2 separate regions of the Hordeum vulgare genome follow, and region 2 is linked to region 1. Evidence: chromatin contacts called from public Hi-C data. All regions are on one chromosome and are shown on one strand. Each heading gives the region's core, a stretch centred on a gene start, on an enhancer-like site or on the middle of the called end of the contact. The rest is flanking DNA. Distances are from core to core; before and after follow the strand shown. Region 1 has its middle 36 kb from the start of LOC123410590. Region 2 has its middle 95 kb from the start of LOC123410879.

Region 1 (7,004 bases), core at 2,940-5,439:
CACGGCCAACCACTCGACCTCTCCAGCGTCCTGCTCCATCTCCCCTCCGACGGTCGCGCCACGCTTTCAGTTGTCCGTCAAGGTTGCGGTGTGCCGCCAGTACTAGGAGACCGGCGGCCCACTATCGTGGTCAGATGTCCACCTCCCCAACGGGTGGCAGCTGAGCCCGGATTGGGTGCCCATTCTCCCCGTGCCGACGACAGACTGTGCTCGCCTTCAGGAGACCATGTGTCGTCATGCCATGATTCCGCGTCAACTCCTCGCCGATCGCACACACGCCATGGACACGCCACTTTGGGACACATGGTTTCACGAAGAGCACAACATGCGCCGGCAAACCTTTTTTGCCGACCATGGTTGTAACCCGCCCCATGTGTCCCAAAGTGCGCGGCCCGAGCCTCGTGCGCGCGACACGAGCCCGCCAAGAGTGTGCGGACGCACGCGGGTCCGCGAACTAAAGCTGATGTCATCTCCCTCTCCATCGTCGCCACCCCCGCAACCTCCTGCCGTGATGGCGAGGAGGAGGAGCGGCTCCTACAAACCGTCATGGAGGACTCCGAGAGAGAGTGTAGGTGCCAGCAGGAGAAGGAGTGGGAGGGCCTGCGGGAGATGTTGTACTTGTCGGTCTTCGAGGACATGTACGCCCCTGAGTTGGATGTCAAGCAAGAGGTGAGGGAGGAGCCCGCGAAGGAGCATGCATGAGCGTCGTGGTTAACCCCCCCCCCCCCCTCCCGGCCCTCACCGCCTGCATAATAGGCGGCCGGCCCAATCAAGTGTCGCCGCTGCACCTCTGGTTGCCCTCACCCTACATCAACCTGCCGAGCGACGACGAGGATGGTAGCGCGTGAAGATGGCGGCTCCGACCGCATCGTCGGGAACGACGAGCGCTTCTGCGGCGCGCGGGGCAGATGCATTTTTTGCTTTTGTTTTTTGTTAATTTCAACTAAGTAGTGTGGTTGGGCCATGAGGACGGCGGACTTTTAAATAAGTTGTTTTATGTTTTCAGCTATTTTACAATGTCTCGTTTTAATTTTTACATGCTTTTTTTCTACTGCCACCACATACAAGTTGAGGTGGGTGTCATGCGTTGGGTGCCTCGCCGCGAGGCCGGCCCGGTTCGAACATCCGTGTCTGGTTTTTCATCCTAAACGGATCAAATTCGAATCAAACGGGCATCCATTTAAGATCGCGTGGCTTTAGAGTTGGTGATGAAGCGAAAGCTTCAAGGCTTTTCGAAGGATCTGATATAATTATACAGCAGAGCAAGTATACTGTTCTAAGGATTACTGTATACTAGACTCTAGGATCTGGAAACGAGCTGCGGATCGACAGCTCGTATGCCAATTCCAGAATATGCACCTAGCTAAAACCTAGATGTGCATGAGCTGTCGATCGCTCCTGTACATCAATATCTTATCTAAACATAAAAAACAGAGGGGTCAATTTTCGAAAGAAGAGATATCCAGTAGATACTTCTGAACTCGGTCGAGTCGATCCACCTGCTGCCGGCCTGGCCATTGTATATGCGTGCGTGCGTGCGTGCTAGTCGGCCACGAGATAAACAATGCACGGCATGACCGATGCATGGCTGCACGCTGCGCACAAGCGTGTAGAGTGGACAAAAGTGAACTTTTCGTCTCCGCCGCCTGTCGCTGCCGTCTCGTCTGTCTGTCGAACGCGCAAAGGCTGTGCCGCAGCCAAGCTCATTTGGATTATACAGAAATGGTCATCATGAGTACTTGTAGTACATTAGTTGACATGATAGGCCTGGTAAACCATAAACCCCATTCGGCCAGGAGCACCATTTGGTGGTATTACTAGACCGATTAGCAGCGGAGGCAAAATCATGGACGTGCCCGCAGCTTTGAGCATCAGATGAAAGAGGGAGCATCTCAGCAACAAGTGGCTTTGTATATCTGTCTGCAAGCTGCACCTGCAGACAATGCTGAAAATGCTTCATGTCTTAATCTTAAAACTGCTTTAAACTCAAAAGCCATGTGTCTTATATTTAGGTTGGCCACGAACTTTATTGAACGACAGATTGTGCGTCGTACCGGCAGTCGGACCAACTTTAACAGACGTGCTATATAAACGCCGCGCTGTAAAATTGACGTGCTATATAAACGCCGCGCTGTAAAATTAATGTTTTTTGCGCGCGTTACCACTTTGGGCGTTTTAGTGAAGGCGTAAAAACCGCACGCGGGGCATAACTAGTTTAGCGCGGGGGTCGAAACGTCATCGTGCGTCATTTATTTGCTACGCCCGTTTCGTGGGCTCGACACTCGAGCGTTCGCTCGCAGCTCCACCTACCTCATACACGTGCTGGCGCCGTCGCCGTCTGCGTCACTCCATTTCTTTCGGCGACCGTTCCGGCGCTTCCCCGGCCTATCCCCGCGCCGCCGCTGCTTCCTCCGTCTTCCTCTAGTCATCGCCGCCCCTCGCACGCGGCAGTCCTTCGACGACCAGCGTCTGACCGCCCGGCGCCCGCAAGGTGTTCGACGAAACTTCACATTTTTTACATGAATTTGGTGCATGTTGTTTGTAGTTTTTATAGCCTAGTTTAAATTGAACATTGTAGATGAGTTCGTCATATGATTCTTCCGAAGAAGAATTTGATATGGAAGAGGAGGAGGCTCTTGCAATGATCCTAGCTATGCACATCAGTAAAAACCGAAGCACGGTGGTTCGGTTATGGGTCGGTAGAAAATTTGGAGGGATAGGATCGATGACCACAACAGATTGATCAAGCACTATTTTGCGGATAATCCCCTGTACCCCGAGTCGTACTTCCGGCGCCGGTTTAGGATGAGCACCGAGTTGTTCACACGCATTGCAGAGAAACTAGCGAGTCATGACCAATTTTTTCAGCAAAGGAGGAATGCCGTCGGAGAGCTCGGGCGTAGCACCTTTCAGAAGGTGACAGCCGCTTTGCGAATGTTGGCATACGGTATCCCCGCTGGTTTAGTTGATGATCACTTGGCCATGGCTGAGAGTCAAGCCATCATGCGTGTCAAGCGCTTTGCAGTTGAAATTGTGCAAGTGTTTGGCAAGAGTATTTGAGATCTCCCAATGTTGAAGACGCCGCAAGGCTATTGGAGATGAACAAAGCTCGCGGCTTCCCAACTATGATTGGCTCAATATATTGCATGCATTGGAGTCGGAAGAATTGTCGTAAGGCATGGCATGGGCAATTTCACAACAAAAAAAGGGTTCCACTATAATCCTTGAAGCGATGGCCGATCAAGAGACTTGTATTTGGCATGCCTTTTTGGAATGCCTGGATCTTTGAATGACATCAACGTTGTCAACCGGTCACCACTGATGAATAAGATTGCAAATGGTGAACCGTCACCGGTGCAGTTTGTAGCAAATGGTCGTACATATAACTATGTCTACTATCTTGCGGATGACATCTACCCAATGTGGCAAACATTTGTGAAGCCGTTGAAAAAACCAAAAGGTAAGAAAAATCTTGATTTCCACAATGCTCAGGCCGCGGCTAGAAAAGATGTGGAGAGAGCTTTAGAGATTTTGCAAGCCAATTTGCTATTGCGAGAGGACCGACTAGATTTTTGGATCAAAAGATGCTTTGGTACATCATGCACGCTTGTGTGATCATGCACAACATGATCATCGAGAATGAGCATGGCCAAAATTTAGACTACTTTCACTATGAGCTCTTGGGACATCCCGTGCGAGTGCGGCGGAGGGCTGAAAGGGTGATCCGTTTTGTTGCCTTCTATCATGCCATTTGATGTGTCGAAACATATGATGATCTTCAGAAAGATCTCATTGAGGAGTGATGGGTATGAAATAGCCGACAAAGAGCATCATGATTTGTGCGTTTGATGTTGTATTATTGAACTATTTGTTGTATTGTTGAACTGTTTGTTCTATTAAAAGATAAACTATCTGTTTGAGTTGTAATAACGAAATTGAACTATTTTTTTATTTATTTTGTTTGTGTTTGATCATTCTGCTTGTGTTTGAAACGTATATGTTGTTTGTGCGAGAGCGCGCGCTGCATTTTAGCGCGTCTGTTGAAGTTACGCTGAAACTAACGCTTTTCGCCGCGGCAAAACAAACAATCAACACGCTGTAAACACATTTTTAACGCGCCGCGCGTCAGACCGGTCTCAGGCGACGCGGGCAAAGATCGTGAGGCCCAGAACAGTGCTCGCGTCGCTGGCGATGGAAAGACAGGCCGGGGAAGCCTCACTCCTCCTTGGGCAACGCACCGTGCTGACCAGCGACGGTGGAAGTGATCCACGAGCTCATTAACTCGACCAGAAAACATCTGAGGCCGGGGGCCTCCATCATTGTGCGGCATGAAGGGATTTCATTTCCTTTTTTACTCCCTTCATTTTTAAATATAATTTTTTATACAAATTGCATTAAAGACTACATACGGATGATTGTAGGCATATTTTAAATATAAATTTACTTATTTTATTTTATATGCAGATTATAATAAAAATATATTAAAAGAAGAGGAAGTAGCTTATTTTTAGGGGTTCATGCAGCTCTAACCGGTGCCTTCTTCGCCAGCATGTCGACCTGCCTCTAAGGAGGTGTTCGGTTGGATGATTTTAGTCCGTCACCCGATTACAGCGTAATCCCAAAACACTGCGTGCGTTTGGTAACGCTGCATCGTAATCGACTACCATCGTAAACGAGTCCCATCATGTTTATCCTTGATACCGCTCGTCCCCCACCGACATCATATTGCCTTACCAGTCGGATCCCCTTCACTTGCTCCCCACGACCCCTCCGCCTCCTCGTCCATAGCCGGCCGTCAGTCCGCCCCGCCGTTCCTCTGCCTCCTTACAATCACTACGCCTGCTAACGATCCCCTCCGTCTCGTCCGTGCCACCGGCCAGCGCCACCATCTCTCGCCATGCGGGCCGCCACGGCTCGTTCCACGACCTGGATCTCGATGAGTAGCCTCGTCGACGCTGACAAGGATGGACGCAAGGACGACAAGAGGACCATCCCTTAGCCTGGACGACTCCACGATCCTCTCCAAATCGTTGCAGTGTTGGTGAAGAACATGTTCTGTACATAGATTTCAAGTTATAGTGCCAAGCCAAACGCTGTCAAGTAAACTGAAAACGATCCGGGTAGGGGCCAAACAAAACAGTGATTGTGCTGTTACATCTCTGATTCCGGCGGCACCTCTTTCCCTTTGCGTTTGCGTTACCTCTTGATCAACCAAACACCTCCTAAGTGTGATCTTGGCTAGGCCCATCCGAGTGGACGACACTTGGGACACCTCCTAACCGGCGCTCTCAGCGACGGTTTAGAGTTCTGGCGCTCGAAGGGTGGCTCTGGCCTGCCAGCCCAACTCAACTTGATCGATTCAAACGGGACGCAAAAATCGCTTGCTCGCTCCACCTGGTTGGCTGGACGAATGTTAACCAGTCAACCATTGATTCCTTAAAAAACAAAAAACCTGAAAAAAGTTCATGAATTTTAAAATGTTCTTGAGGATTTTGGAAAAAATCACGAACTTGAAAAAATGGTTCATTGATTTTTTTTAAAGTTCATCAAATTTAAAAAAATTCACCAGTTTTTTAAAAACAATCATCAATTTTCAATAAAATTCATTTAATTTGAAAACAAATCCATAAAATCAAAAACGTTTATCCATCCTGAAGAAACTTCATCAATTTTGAGAAAAATTTCATTGATTTTGAAGAAGCTTTACTGAAATTGAAAAACTTCATCGAATTTGAAAAAGGTATATTGAATTTTAAAACGCTCATCAATTTTGAAAAAAGTTTACGAATTTGAAAATAAATTAATGTATTTGAAAACAGTATAGCCGAAAAAGAAAATAAAGAAACACGAACGAAACCTTTGCAGCAAAAAAGAAAAAAAAATAAAAAGGAAAAGGAAAAGGAGGAAAAAGCTATAAGTAAACACGTAAGTGCAGGTGGCTGGTTTGTTATGGCAGCGAACATTGAACATAACCGCACACGTGCAGTATTTTGTGTCTTTAAAACAGAAAAAAGGAATGTGATCCGGCCCGCGCGGACAAGGGTGTGTGTACTGTTAACCCTATAACGCTCAACCCTGTATAGGATTTCTTGTCACTTGGTTACATGGGTTGACCTGCAGAGAGGAGTTAGTCGTTTTGGTGAACAGGCTCCATGAAGCCCTCAAGAAATCAAATATACAAAGATGAAATGTATACATGTGTAGAAAATCAGGACGAAACACACTGAAATGTGACCTGTACAAAAAACAGAATTCATGAACTTTGAGAAGGAATAGTATGATGTGCTAAAAAGCCCCATATTTCTTTTTTGCACAACCATCATTTCAACATATTTCGTTCTTTACACACATATGCATTATGCCTTCATAAATATAACTATTTTTTAAAATTATCAAAATAGTGGAAATATAAATTTTGATGAATTAAAAAAATGCAAATGGACGCCTTCATGGAGGTCGGCCTTCAAAATCATTTTTCATGTCAGGACCTCCTATCTCCCACAAGGAGCGGCAGATTAATGCAGGAGCTATATCTCACTTACTGCAAGATGTCAGCTCCACTCAAGTAAACTTTTCATAGATTGCTATAGTAACAGACCGACCCTTTATCTATTAGTCTGCTCGCATGCATCGCTTTCTCGTTCACTTTATTTCTACGTCTTTCTTTTGTTTAATTTAGTTTTATCTCATTTCCTTAATTATATTTGCTTCTTTCTTATTTTTTCGTTTTTGTTTTTGTTTTTTTCATCCAATTTCTTCCTTTCTTTACTGTTTCACTGGATTTTTTTTGTCTTCAATGGTTTTTATTGTCTTTCTTAGTTTTTTTCTCAGGTTTTCATTGTTTCTTTCTTGATTTTCTTCCATTTTTTCTTTGTTTATTTCTCAATGTCACAGTTTTCCATTCTTTTGCACAGGTTTTCATTTCTTTATTTTTCTTTGTTTCTTTTAATTCTTTACTTTTCTATATTTCTTTTTTTCAGTTTTTTCCTCCTTTCTCGGTTATC
Region 2 (7,892 bases), core at 3,886-6,385, 200 kb before region 1:
CTAGATCATATTGTTCGTATGCTAAAGATTTTCTAATGTCAAGTGTATTTTCCTTCGACCGTGAGATTGTGCAACTCCCGGATACCATAGGAGTGCTTTGGGTGTATCAAACGTCACAACGTAACTGGGTGACTATAAAGGTGCACTACGGGTACCTCCGAAAGTGTCTGTTGGGTTGGTACGAATCGAGATCGGGATTAGTCACTCCGTGTGACGGAGAGGTATCTCTGGGCCCACTCGGTAGAACATCATCATGAGCTCAATGTGACGAAGGAGTTAGTCACACGATGACGTGCTACGGAACGAGTAAAGAGACTTACCAGTAACGAGATTGAACAAGGTATAGGTATACCGACGATCGAATCTCGGGCAAGTTCTATACCGACAGACAAAGGGAATCGTATACGGGATTGATTGAATCCTTGACATCGTGGTTCATCCGATGAGATCATCGTGGAGCAAGTGGGAGCCACCATGGGTATCCAGACCCCGCTGATGGTTATTGACCGGAGAGGTGTCTCGGTCATGTCTGCCTGTCTCCCGAACCCGTAGGGTCTACACAGTTAAGGTTCGATGACGCTAGGGTTATAGGGAATTGTTATACGAGGTTATCGAAAGTTGTTATGAGTCCCGGATGAGATCCCGGATGTCACGAGGAGCTCCGGAATGGTCCGGAGGTAAAGATTGATATATAGGACGGATGGTTTCGGACACCGGAAGTGTTTCAGGCATCATCGGTAACGTACCGGGACCACCGGAGGTGGCCCCGGGGGTCCACCGAAGGGGGGCAACGACCCCGGGAGGCTAGATGGGCCAAGTGGGGAAGGGAACCAGCCCCTAGGTGGGCTGGAGCTCAGCCCATGGCGCAGGAAGAGGGGAGAGGGGGGAAACCCTAGCGCAGGTGGGCCTAAGGCCCACAAGAGGGGTGCGCCACCCCTCCTCCCCCCCTTGGCCACCGCACCAGCCCCATCTAGGGCTGCCCCCCCCAGGAGAGGGAGACCCTCAAGGGGGCGCAACCCCTCCCTCCCCCTATATATAGTGGGCACTTTTGGCCATTGGGCGACAGACTTTTGCCTCTCCCTCGGCGCAGCCCTGCCCTTCTTTCTCCTCCTCTGTGTCGGTGCTTGGCGAAGCCCTGCCGGGTGACCTCGTCTCTCCATCGACACCATGCCGTCGTGCTGCTGGAGTTCTTCCCCAACCTCTCCCTCCTCCTTCCTGGATCAAGGTGCGGAAGACGTCACTGGGCTGCACCTGTGTTGAACGCGGAGGTGTCGTATTTCGGCGCTAGATCGGAGTCACACCGCAATCTGAATCGCCGCGAGTACGACTCCATCAACCGCGTTCTAGTAACGCTTCCGCTTAGCGATCTTCAAAGGTATGAAGATGCACTCACCCCTCTCTCGTTGCTGGTCTCTCCATAGGAAGATCTGAATATGCGCAGGAAATTTTTTGAATTTATGCTACGTAACCCAACACTTGTATTATGTAACGAGTAAAGAGACTTGGCGGTAACGAGATTGAAATAGGTATGGAGATACCAACGATCGAATCTCGGGCAAGTAACATAGCAAAGGACAAAGGGAATGTTACACGGGATTAACTGAATCCTTGACATAGAGGTCCAACCGATAAGATCTTCATAGAATATGTAGGAACCAATATGGGCTTCTAGGTCCCGCTCTTGGATATTGACCGAAGAGTGTCTCAGTCATGTGTACATAGTTCTCGAACCCGCACGGTGTGCACACTTAAGGTTCGCTGACGTTTCAGTATAGTTGAATTATTTATGTTGGTAACCGAATGTTATTTGGAGTCCCGGATGTCACGAGGGTTTCCGAAATGGTCCGGAGACGAAGATTGATATATAGGAAGTATCCATTTGGCTTCCAGAAGGTTTTCGGGCATTACCGATAAAGTACCGGGAGTGACGAATGGGTTCCCGAGTTCCACCGGGAGGGGCCACCCACCCGGGAGAGAATCAAAGAGGCCTAAGGGTGGCGCACTAGCCCTTAGGGGGGGTGGCCAGCCCAAGAAGGGCCACTTCGGCCGAATAAGTAGAAAAGGAAAGGAGAGGTGGGCAAACCGAATTGGGGAAGGAGGACTCCAGCTTCCAAGTTATGTTGGAGGAGGAGTCCTCCCTCTCCTCTTGCGCCGGCCGAACCCTGGGGATTTTTCCTAGGGCGCCAGCCCTCCCTCCCACTATATATAGTGAAGGTGAGAGAGGCTTTTGGCACGCCAAGCCATAGTGCAACCCTCTCTCCCTCCACCACTTCGTGACACCCCCTAGCTAGTTCGGTACGACACGACAAAGCCCTGCCAGAGTAGATACACCACCATCACCGCCACACTGTTGTGCTGCCGTAGAATTCAGCTACCTCTTCGTCTCTCTTGCTGGATTAAGAAGGCGTAGATCGTCATCGAGTTGTACGTGTGCTGAACTCGGAGGTGTCGTCCGTTCGGTACTAGATCGGGATGGAGTTCATGGGACACTTGCGATTCGGATCGCGAAGACGTTCGAGTACATCAACCGCGTTTCTTAATGCTTCCCACTTAGCGATCTACAAGGGTATGTGGATCCGATCTCCCCTCTTGTAGATGATCATCACCATGATAGGTCTTGCGTGTGCGTAGGAATTTTTTTGTTTCCCATGCAACGTTCCCCAACACATTGTAGTTAGCATATCAATGTGTGTTCAAGCTTCAAGTTCATGTTGTTCATATGCAGAGTTTGTGTTTGTGTTTGATGTTGAAGGTAGATTGGTGCTGCCATAGGTAGGGTAAGTTGCATGATTTTGTTACGTTCATGGTATTCATGGTAGGTAGGACCGTTGTGCTTTCTCATTGAGGTACTAGTATCAATGTAGCATCATGCCAAATGTGGAAGTGGTCACAACTTGCACCGCTAGCTTTAGATCATGGGCATGATGTTTTGGAAAGTGCATTGGTCAGTGGTTGTCCCCAAGAGCAAGTGCCACTCAGTGACACCTGCTCATAGGCTAGTGCCATTAATCAGTGTACGATCCCAAGGCCCTGTTACTAACACATGTCATCTTACCTGAAAAGGTGACGACGACGGTGTGGGATAGGACCAGAGGAGGAGCCCATGTCGTGGATGGCACCGAGGGCGCCGAGGACTTCATCCCCTCGAACCACTGGCTCAAGAGGGTGAACCTTCTTAGCAGGGTTGCCTTCATGAGCCTTCCACGTTCAAGGGGACGAGCTCCTAGGACAGGGCACAAGGAGGGGTCCTAAGAGTCGCTGCGCTTCTACGTGCAGATCAAGGACATGGAGGATCTCGCCATGCTCCTCATCCCTCCCAAGTTCGTGGATGTGATGAAGGAGTGGCTGGCGGTCAAGCTCTCGCACATTGTTAGGTTCTCAACGAACAAGTGGTGCAAGTTTTGGGTTCAGGTCCAATACTTTCAGGGGCAGATGGTGCTTGGACGTGGCTGGTAGTACTTTTGTCGCCGCCACAGAATCGTCCCACGTGACCTCGTCGTGCTGTGGATCTCCGGCCTTGGCCAGAAGATGCACATCTAATGTAAGATTCTGTACTAGTCTCCCCACAAAAAGGGTAAGATGACCTTAGAAGGCAAGCGTGAGAGTATCTATAGTCAGACCTCTCAAACCCGTGTCAAATGCCCGGGTAGGCCGTCCGGTCAGTGATCGATCAAAAAAAGGAAGCCATACGGGCTCCCTAAATGGATTTCAAACGTCCGGGCTGATCGGCACCCCTCATATTCATCCTAAGTATGGGGCGGCTATGGGGGCGCCCTCGCATGCCCACCACATCGGTTTGATGGCGTGGATCCACGTAAAATCGCTCGAAAGCTCGGCAGCCCAACGGACGCCTCCTGGGGGGGAGGAGGGGTGGACACCGGTCCGGCTCGCCGTCCATTGCATGTAGCGGTGTAGATGCTCTAACGCTTGACGAGGCGGGAGCCAACCTAATCCTTAGTTACTCATTCTTCATACGTGTACCACGTACATGAATTCAGCTTTTGCGATTTATGCGGTGAGCGATCGATCGAGATCTCTCCTGTTTTTGTTTTGGGTCCTGATATTGCCCACACATGTGGGCGTTAAGGGGGTCTTACCACACGTCCCGTATGGTGTGTAAGAGAAACAGACCGCACGCCTACGTGTGGGCAAAGAAGCTAACACACATACGTCCGACCTCCTGCCTCACGTCCCGCACGTCCGGCGTGCCACCTCGCGGTCCCGCGTGCCCTGCGTGACAGTTGTCATGTTTGCTGAACCGTGGCGACTGTTTCTTTAACTGGAGTTGTCATGTATGAACAACTACAGTTGCCATGGTTGCTCAACTGCAACGTCATATATGAACAACTGCATTGCCATGTAACGGTAGAAAGACATGGCAACTGACAGTCGCGTGGGCGCGCGACGATAGTTTCACTCAGTTGTCATGTAACATTGAAAAAGACATGGCAACTTACACGTGTGTGGCCGTGCGACAACAGTTCCAGTCAGTTGTCATGTAACAGCGAAAAGACATTGCAACTCACACGCGTGCGGGCATGTGGGCGCGACGTCAATTCCACCACACGTAGGGTTGGGAGCCGCGAGGCCTACGTGCGTGAAACTGATAAACATCCACACCCGAGTCCCCTTCTACGTGTCACAAAAAATCTGTCAAAAATTACCAAAATTCGTGCAAACACGCATGAACGACGATCCACGCGTGTGAGCGAGTTACAAAAGGCTCACAAGTGTGGACATTATCTTTTCGTTTTTCTTTTCTTAGGGTGATCTCTCCTGATAATCTCTCGTGTTGCATCGATCTGTCGTGGTTGGTTGGAGTTGGAGCCTCGGAGGGCAAGCACCACAAATATCAACGTAGCACGCGTATACGTACCTTTCTTCCGAGATGTGGTTGCAAACGCAAACGAGCCGGGGCGACATGTTAGGCGAGTGGCCACGCGCGAGCGGTTGCTGTCCAAAAGGTGTCATTTGTATCTGGGCGAAACGATGGTGGAATAATAGCTTGTGGATCCCATGAATACCGAGCTGGCATGACTCAATTGGCCTCCGTCTTACGATCCAGTGGTAGCCCGGCTGGCATAAATTTACTAGCCGCATCTTCCTGTTGGTCAGCAACAGCAGCCACAGGCCCGCAACATATACGTTTGTCCTTGGCCATGACCTGGTTATTTTAGGAGTATACACACATATACTCTAATTAATACGGCTTGTCGTTCGTGTGGACTAAAACCGTAGACTTAGAATAAGTCATGTGACCATATGTCTACATGTACATCATGAAAATAGAATAGAATATTCCTTGAAAAAGTTCAAGAGCATCTATAGCAGACCCTGTAAAAGGACCGAATCAAAAAAATAACCATCAAAATATAGATCGGGGTGGAAAACGCTGCAGACTAGACCCCGTAACCGCGACCGATCCTTAAAACAAAATTTGCGGGGTGCGGCGAAATGCCCATTCCAACCCGCGAAAACGCAGGTCCCCCCCCCCCCCGACCCGTCGATGCCCTGTATGTATCTAGAAGCGGTTGGTTGGTGGGACATTTCACCCGCACTTTTCCCCCACCCACGCCGCCGGGCGCCGTCTTCGATTCCGGCAACACCAGCCGCCGAGATCACGCCGGTGGGCCGCCGCAGACCCTAGATCGACCTACCCCACGCCATCGTGGCTCGGCTCACCGGAAAGCTACAGATCGGCGGCTGTTTTGTCGCGACCATCAAATTTGGTTTTTCCGACCACCGGCGGCTGCGTCACAGCCATGGATGGATCGGGGAGCACCCCGCACAGCCCCGAAAAAGCTCGAGGACCACATGCAGGTACTGGTTCATCCTCTAGTCGCCGGCGTCGGATTGCCGACAAGGACTCTTCCGACCATCGCCCGGGCTCGGTGGTCGCGCAGCGGCTCGCCGGCTTGCCGATGCCGCTCATACAGTGCGATGACTGTCTAGAAACAGTGTTGCTGCTCACATCCAACACACGGCAGCACCTCGGATGGGTATTCTTCAAATGTAAAAATGACGGGGTATGCTCTTCTTCCTCTTCGGCTTTGTCAACTGATTTGGTTAAATTATGGTAGCTTATTGAGGTATTCATCTGTGTAGGAAGGTGGATGCTCATTTTGGTATTGGGAAGAAGAATACATCGATCTATTGATAGAAAGAAACTTAATAGATGTTCGTGCACTGCTTAGTATAATTGAGTCTAACGATGCAGCTGCATGTGCAATTACAAAAGAAATTAGACGGGAAGTGACGTCTAATTCTTTAGAATCAAAGCCAAAGAATGAAGAGTGCAAGTTGAAGAACCCACAGGTCAACAATGAATGCATGGAGAAGATGTTGATCCAACTAGTGGGAGTAGTTATGAAAGTTGGATATCTTCTAAAATGTCTAATTGTGGTTTTTATTTTCTTTGGTATTGATGTTTTACCAAAGATTTGGTGAATTATGTTGTACCAATGCCTTTGAAAAAATAAAGAAGCAACTAAATGTGTTTTCATCCGTGAAAATGTAATGCAAATAATAGATTTTACGGGCCGGCGTGGGCGGCGGCCGAACAGACCCCACAAAACAGGCCCGTATAAAAGGATATTCTGCGACCTGCAAACGACTTTTGCGGGGCGACTTTATACAGGGTATGCTAGAAATGCTTTAAAAGGCTATTAGATCATCTCCAACACTAACATCAAATCGGACACTGCATCTGTATGCGGATCGGTGAAACAGTGGAGAGGTGGGTATTAGGTCGTGAACACTGATGCGGACCGATGGGTATCAGTCTACGAACACTGATGCAGGAGCCGACTATTCAGCCCTGGCCGCATACATTTCAAAATGTTTTTCAATAAAACGGTTGAAATTTCTACAAATTGGATGATTTTCATATAAGCCAAAGCATGTTCGTTATATTTTTGTATTTTTTGTTAGGAAAAACATACATATCAAAACCTAGCCTACGACGACGGTGGTCTTCCATGTCCTTATTGTTCCAATCTTACGGTCACCGGGTGCATATTGCAGCCTCCATGAGCGACGATGAAGATACTAGTGAAGCGAAGGTGCGGTTGCCGGCAAGGTAGAATAGACATGGGAGACAGACTGATCCAGTTGGGTTTTGAGACCCCTACACCTCCCATGCACTACTCCTCCTCGTCAGAGTCCGCGATATATCCGTCACCGGTGGACGTGAGGTCCACGATGGATGGGGACGAGGCGGCATGCTTGTCATCCTACTGGTGGTCATGAACTTAGTTCGTTGGCGGCTTTGCTTCCTCAGTCTCCCGCGCTTTCTTCATATCGGCGTGCGCTGCTATCGGGTTACGAGCGGGGCCGTGAGTGTACACTGCTCGGCAAAGAACTTGGGGTTCACCGCAGGCATGGCCGCCACGGTTTGTCACCGCAGGCATGGCCGCCACGGTTTGTCACCGCGCGCTCGCTGTAGGGTTGGCCCTATGCTATCTAGTGTTAATCGAGGAGAAAGAGGTTGTACCACTGCTCCTCCTACGCCTGGCAAAGCACCGACCTAGGCGCCAACGTCAGCTGCTCTTTCGTCATGCTGGCGTTGAAGTGCGCATGTGCCTGCTCAATGGTAAGCCGCCATAGACAAACGCGTGCTCCGACCTAGAGTCGTCGTGCACTACTGGGGATAGGGCCTATAGTCCCAGCCCGTAAGGGGCTTTAGTCCCGGTTCACCAACCGGGACTAAAGGGGCAGGACTAAAGGCCTAACCTTTAGTCCCGGCTCTGTTCCAAGCTGGGACCAAAGGTTCTCTACGTGGGCGCCCTTTAGTCCCGGGTCTTAACACGGACCGGGACTAAAGGATCCGTCTGTTTATTTGACCCAAAAAGGTACCTTTTTTATTTATTTTTCAAATTTTATTTTTGAATATT

What was found. A called contact is a pair of places that touch in the nucleus more often than the background predicts.
Region 2: a Hi-C map of leaf shows a contact between it and region 1, with 6 times the contacts expected there. The contact joins two enhancer-like sites. A contact is called at or near these places in 5 of 6 Hi-C or Micro-C datasets (leaf, seedling and an unstated tissue).

The regions. Positions count from the first base shown.
Region 1 is chr7H:557,006,881-557,013,884 of MorexV3_pseudomolecules_assembly, reverse strand. No RefSeq gene overlaps it. Among protein-coding and RNA genes, the nearest start is that of LOC123410590, 36 kb to the left of the region's middle. Within about 2 kb of position 4,189, at least 2 of the 3 cell types and tissues checked have open chromatin away from gene starts, as enhancers often do. A contact at or near this core is called in leaf, where this site is marked.
Region 2 is chr7H:557,206,069-557,213,960 of MorexV3_pseudomolecules_assembly, reverse strand. No RefSeq gene overlaps it. Among protein-coding and RNA genes, the nearest start is that of LOC123410879, 95 kb to the left of the region's middle. Within about 2 kb of position 5,135, at least 3 of the 3 cell types and tissues checked have open chromatin away from gene starts, as enhancers often do. A contact at or near this core is called in leaf, where this site is marked.